2 separate regions of the Ovis aries genome follow, and region 1 is linked to region 2. The links are chromatin contacts, called in public Hi-C maps. All regions are on one chromosome and are shown on one strand. The core of a region is the stretch at or near the end of the contact, and the rest is flanking DNA. Distances in the headings are between cores, read along the strand shown. Region 1 overlaps KSR2 (kinase suppressor of ras 2). Region 2 holds the start of SUDS3 (SDS3 homolog, SIN3A corepressor complex component).

Region 1 (2,960 bases), core at 111-2,610, 430 kb before region 2:
AGTCCATGCAGAGCTGAACTGCAAAACGTCCAAAGAAATCCCATCTTTAAGTGAGAAGCATTGGGTATCTGGAAACAGCACATCCAAACTGAGCCCACCACCTTTGGCCCCTGTACTGTCGGATACAAAATCAGGTCTCTGCGGGCCTGAGGTCAGAAGGATCACAGGACTTGGGAAGAGTAGGAACGGAGATGTGTGTTTCCCCAGCTTCCCACCAGGGGGCAGCCTGGCACTGTCCACAATAGATGGAATAATTTCTCAGACCTTCCTGGATTTCAGCATCTTCCATGCCTTATTACAGTACTCGGTATTAGCATGATGATAAATTTAGCAGCATAAACAACAAAAAAAAGTTTAAAGTCAAGACATGTGACAGAGCTATAAATAATCATGTCTGAAATCTCTAATGTGAAAATGGGTACTTTTCACTCAGAATCTAAACCAAGATAAACCCAGAGACCCATGAGCAAGCCCCTGGGGTTTGGTTTGCTGGAGTTCAAAACCTTCACCACTCAGATGGTTTTAAAAAGCACAATTAAAACAAACAACAAAAACAAAAACAAAAAAAACTAAAGCAGAGTCTGGGGGCACTGGAAAGGAGTGCAATACAGAACGAGGATCTACGTGGGTTTTCACAGAGCATCTCGTGTGAACCTCATGGTTCACATGCCCATTTTACACATGAGGAAACTGAGGCTGAGGAGAGCTATAACTGGCCTTAACATCACACGAATGAACAGGCAGGCTCCAGAGCCCATTGTACCCCCTCAGGGCTGCCCGTCAGCAGCCACCCGCATTCCTGCCTTCTCTTTAACAGTAACCGGCTAGCTGTGAGGAGCTCAAAGCACTAAATCCGAACGATTCATGTCTTCCCACCGCCCAGACTTCTTTTCCTTTGGCGTTAGACATAAATGGCATTTTCCTGTCCTCTGGGTGTCATCCCCTCCCAACCATCCCCCGATGTCACCATCACAGCACCCTGTTTTTTTCCTCAGGAGCACTCATGCTATCCCACAAATTATCCTGTTTATTGGTTTCCATGGTTACCCCCCCACCCCCACCCCCCTCACCCCACCTCATCATCTCACACACCCATCGGAGTATCAGCTCAAAAGAGCACTGGCTTTTGCCCGTCTTTCCTCCCAGCTTTCAGATCAGTGCCTGGCAATACAAGACATTTTTCTTGGTCGTTCTATGAACTAGCATCATTGGCGAGGAGGCGGGTGGGGGTAAGTGCCGAAGCCTCTATCCAGAAATCTCAACTGCTTTTCCAGCGGGCGCTGCACGTTCAGAGCCAGGCCAACCAGGCCCTGGCTTTGCCACCCAGGCTCTCCGAGGGTAAAGCAATAGCCCCGGCGGCCCAACGCCTTCCCGCGGTTGCCAGGGCGACCATTGTCATAACATCCCCGGCGCTGGGGGGACCAGCTGACAACAGAAGAGAATTATTTGACTCGCTAAACGTCTCAAGTAACCGGCCATTTGCATCCGCAGGCAAATCCGGTACTGAGGGCTGGAGGCCTGGGAGACGCGCCCTTCCTCCTCTGCCAAAGTGAAAGTGAAGTCGCTCAGTCGTGTCCGACTCTGTGCGACCCCATAGACAGCAGCCCACCAGGCTCCTCTGTCCATGGGATTTTCCAGGCAAGAGTACTGGAGTGGGGTGCCATTGCCTTCTCCAAACCGGATCCCAATTAAAACAGGGTTCCTCTGGCCGAGGCCAACCTCAGGCACCAGTCCAGCTCTGGCTCCCTCTGCCCACAACTGCCCGCTGCCTTGGGTTAAAGTCCTCAATGTTCCTGGTGGCTTTTCCTTTTCTCTATAGTCTTACTGCTAATGAATATTACAAACTCTACGGAAAAAAAGGCTTCATACATTTAATGAGCACTTACTTAGATGCCGGCCCCACTGGTCACTGCCTCACGTAATGGTAAATTACAATTTTAATATTTTTGCCATGACAATATATTTTGCTATACTACATAACATACACAGTTTATTATATGTAAATACATGTATTATGTTATTGTGGATTGTATATTATATATAATTTATTTGCCTAATACATATTCATATTCTTATATATATCATAGATAGTGATAAAGTGTTTGTCACTCAGTCATGTCCGACTCTTTGCACTGTATGGACTGTGGCCCACCAGGCTGCTCTGTCGGTGGGATTTCTCTGGGAGGAATACTGGAGTAAGTTGCCATTCCCTTCTGCAGGGGATCTTCCTGACCCAGGGATCGAACCAGGGTCTCCTGCATTGCAGGCAGATTCTTTACCATCTAATTCTAAATCTATAATACATAAGATAATTTTAAACATAGCAATATCTCTAGTATACAGCATATATATCTATAATAATAAAACTGACATTTGTTGATACTTTTTATACGCCAGCCCTATGCCTACTGCTTTAGTTGTGTTAAGAATGATGCTCTTATCAATGATCTATTATGCAATAATATATTCATAATCATAGCTAAGTTTAACTGAGCTACCTACCATGTATCAGACACTGCGCTAAATGCTTCATTCATGTTATTTGATTGTCATATGTACCCTAAGAGCCAAGAACTTTATCATTCCCCATTTTTATATTTTTTTTTTTTGGCTGTGCTGCTTGTAGGATCTTGGTTCCCCAACTGAGGATCAAACTCATGCCCCTCTGCAATAGAAGCATTGGGCCCTCACCACTGGACTGCCAGGGCATTCCCTAATTTCATTTTTAAGATGAGAAAATGGAGGTACAGAGTGATGGTATAATTTGCCTAAGGTCAGAGAGATAACAAGAAGGGGCTGAAAGCCTGGTCTGTTCCTTATTTCCATTCCACACTTTAAATATGTCGACCTTTAGCTCCCTTAGGGGAGCTTGTTAAGAGCACACAGGCTGAGCCCCTGCTCCCCCCAACCCACACGTGCAGAATCAAATACTCCTGAGAACGGGGGTGGGGGGTGGCTTT
Region 2 (3,223 bases), core at 636-3,135:
AAGTAAGCAACATAGACATGCCAGTGTCTTGAAAGGAAACCGATTAGCAATGATATCAACTCTTTTTTAAAAAATCATTGTATCAATGAACTCTGATTTCTAAAATGTTGGTGCTTTGTTTGGTGTTATTGCTACTGATGGAAACTCTAGTTGCTCAATATAGTTGATTACAAATAATTTAGACGTGACCCAACAGCATAAAAAAAGAGAATGACTTCATCCTTTGGACAAGAGACAGTTTTGAAGTTTTAGTTTTAAAATAGATGGTGGACCTATAGCTAGCCATGCGAATGCCTCTTATTTAGGAGCTTCAGAAGATCTCTGAAGTTCTGGGAAGACATTACAGCATTCCATTCTGAAAATTTTTGAGTTTTGTTGGGAGGAAGAATCCGTCAGAAGTAAAGCCAAGATTTTATTTACAACAAAGCATAAAATAAGAAATGTTAAATGGGATGAGAAATAAATTTTTCTTTTTGAAAAGTCCCTATGGGGACCAATTTAGAGATAAATTTGGTCACAAAGGATCTGATATTGGGTTCCATCCTGGCTTTTACATCTGTGTTCAACTTTACTGCTTGTACATTATTATTTCTTATGGAGACTTGTTTAGTTACTCAGTTGTGTCTGACTGATTTGAGACTCCCTGGACTGTAGCCTGCCAGGCTCCTCTGACCATGTGACTTCCTAGGCAAGAATATTGGAGTGGACTGCCATATCCTTCACCAGGAAATCTTCCTGACCCAAGGGTCTAACTCGAGTCTCCTGCATTGGCAGATGGTTTCTTTACTACTGAGCCACCAAGGAAGCCCTATGATTTGGGTGCAACATGAAGAATAGTGTTACTCTGGACAAACCGTTAAACATCTCTGGGCCCTTTTACCCCTTTTCTTACTACACACACCTGGATGAGGGACATCCTCAATTTGTTCATTAAGTAAAGCTTATAATACCATGTCCCCTTCTACTCAGAGTAATCACACAAATGAATTCATACAGATATTAAACTCTTTTTTCCAAGTTACCAGCTAGCGCCTTCCTTACCTGTGTTTAATTAATTTTCTGCAGGCACATGTTCCACTTGCTCAGTTGAGAGTTGGTTAGCAAGTTACTGGATTGGGAAAAACAACCTTTTAAAAAATTTATATTCTGAGAAATATAAGGCAGCTGTACCGGAGAGGACCTAGGGGTGACAATCTAAACAAAGCAGGCTGGCCGTTACCTTTTTTTTTTAAGGAAACTGACAGCTCTTTTATCTGTAAAATCGAGATAATACCGTACTGAGCAAACCTACACAAGCGGAAAGTCCTCCCACCGACTGGGAAGATACAGTTTTGCTGGCTCCAGCATGGCATCTTCGTTTTCATTTTAGTTCTTCAAAAGCTCTAAGCAGTCAGACGAGGAGCTGGGCTCCTTTTCTTCCGGATGATCACTCAAACTCTAAATGTCTAGGTTTCCCGACCTATAAACAGGATGGTTCATACCATTCACCTGTTTAAGTAAGAGGCCCACCTCCACCTACGTAGGAGAGCCCTGGGAACCCTTTGCCTCCCAAGTCCCTAAAAAAGCATCTCTGGTTTTGGCTCCAGGCGCCGCCTGGTGGCTGTTTCCGTAGGTGCCTCTGAGCGTTAGGGTCCTAGCCGCGGTCCGGCCTGCCCAAGAATTTGCCTAACTCGAGAGCCTGTCTGTGCCCCTCCCCTCTACCCGTCGAGGATTTTAAAGACGGCGATGAAGGAGATGGCGTTAAGGCGAAGAGGGCGACCGGCAGCCTCGCCACTCCCTCTAGGATGGCGGAGTCAGGCGGTCGTCAGGCAGCTCGCGACCCGGAAGTTGCCGCAGGCGCGAGGCCCCCGTTGCCGAGAGCGGGCGCGCGGGGCGGGGCTTGGCGAAGACGGGGAAGGGGTCGCCGGCGCTCCGGCTCTGGGAGTCGGCGGCTCCCTCAGGCGCTGCGACGCGGACGTAGAGCCTGGAGGGCGGGTGGCTGTGGTTCCCGGGGGGCACGCTCAGCTTCGGGCGGAGGCGACATGAGTGCTGCGGGGCTTTTGGCGCCTGCTCCGGCCCCGGCTGGAGCGCCGCCGGCCCCGGAGTACTACCCGGAGGAGGACGAAGAACTGGAGAGCGCCGAGGATGACGAGCGCAGCTGCCGGGGCCGCGAGTCGGACGAAGGTCCGTCTTCCCGCCGGCTGGGCAGCCCCGGGCCGGGGTGGGACGGCTGCGGGAAGGGGTGGGGCTGTCTGGGGGCGGGGCGGGGACAACTTCTGGGCCTTGGGGGTCGGCTGGAGGGGCCTCCCGGAGGAGCGCGGCTCCCGGAAGTTCCCCCGACCTGTGTTGGGGAAGGGGGAACCTCTGAGGACTTGGTTGCCGACAGTTAACGCGGAGAAGGGTCTTAAGGAGCTGTTATCAGAGCTTGTAGGTCCCTTTAAGGTTCTGCTCGTCTCCTCCCAGCTGTCTCTGAACTTCAGCTTTTCACCGGTCGGAGTGAAAGCCGCCATTCATTGGGTCTATTGAGCACTCCTCGCCTTTTAGTTCCTGAGAGGATCTGAGCAAAAGCCCAGTTTAGCTTCTTAGTTACCAAAGTGTCCCCACGCGCCCCCCACGCGCCCCCCACGCGCCCCCCGCCCCCCCGGAAAATGCTTAAGGCAGCCCCGCTCACAGGTTGGTTGAAAGGAGACCTGAGATCCACCAGATCGAATTAGATCTAAATTTGGCTCAATGAACCCAGCTTAATGATATCAGGCAATTTACTTAAGCTTGTGAGTCTCAGTTTCTCTAACAGCAGTGGGGCTCGCAGTAGTACCTGCTTCCTGGCGTAGGTGCCAGGATTAAATGAGCTTCAGGCCTAAAGCAGATCTTCCCTAGTGGCTCAGTTGTAAAGAATCCCCCTACCAATACAGAAGGAGACACGGGTTCGATCCCTGGGTGGGGATAATCCCCTGAAGAAGGAAATGGCAACCGCTCCATTTTGCTTGCCTGGGAAATCCCATGGACAGAGGAGCCTGGTGGACTACAGTCCATGGGGTCGCAAAAAGAGCCAGCGAGGACTTGGCAACTAAGCACACACACTGGCTTAAAGGATGTGAACTGGTCCTTGATAAAAATACTCAGTGTTTACCATTGGGGAAACACGCTCAGGGAGCAGAAGGTACGGATTTGCTTAATGATGCTCAGGTGTTGGAGAAGGCAATGGCAACCCACTCCAGTATTCTTGCCTGGAGAATCCCATGGA

What was found. Hi-C and Micro-C count contacts between places; a contact is called where the count stands out from the background.
Region 1: a Hi-C map of hypothalamus shows a contact between it and region 2, with 5 times the contacts expected there. The contact joins the enhancer-like site here to the promoter of SUDS3 in region 2. A contact is called at or near these places in 4 of 16 Hi-C or Micro-C datasets (hypothalamus, liver, muscle and 1 more).

What each region holds. Positions count from the first base shown.
Region 1 is chr17:57,323,346-57,326,305 of ARS-UI_Ramb_v3.0, reverse strand. All of the region lies in intron 1 of KSR2 (kinase suppressor of ras 2), which reads right to left. Among named protein-coding and RNA genes, the nearest start is that of KSR2, 80 kb to the right of the region's middle. Within about 2 kb of position 1,360, at least 6 of the 54 cell types and tissues checked have an H3K27ac peak or open chromatin away from gene starts, as enhancers often do. A contact at or near this core is called in hypothalamus, where this site is marked.
Region 2 is chr17:56,897,384-56,900,606 of ARS-UI_Ramb_v3.0, reverse strand. SUDS3 (SDS3 homolog, SIN3A corepressor complex component) reads left to right here and starts at 1,885. Exons shown (of 12, transcript XM_015101645.3): 1 at 1,885-2,163. The coding sequence starts at 2,022.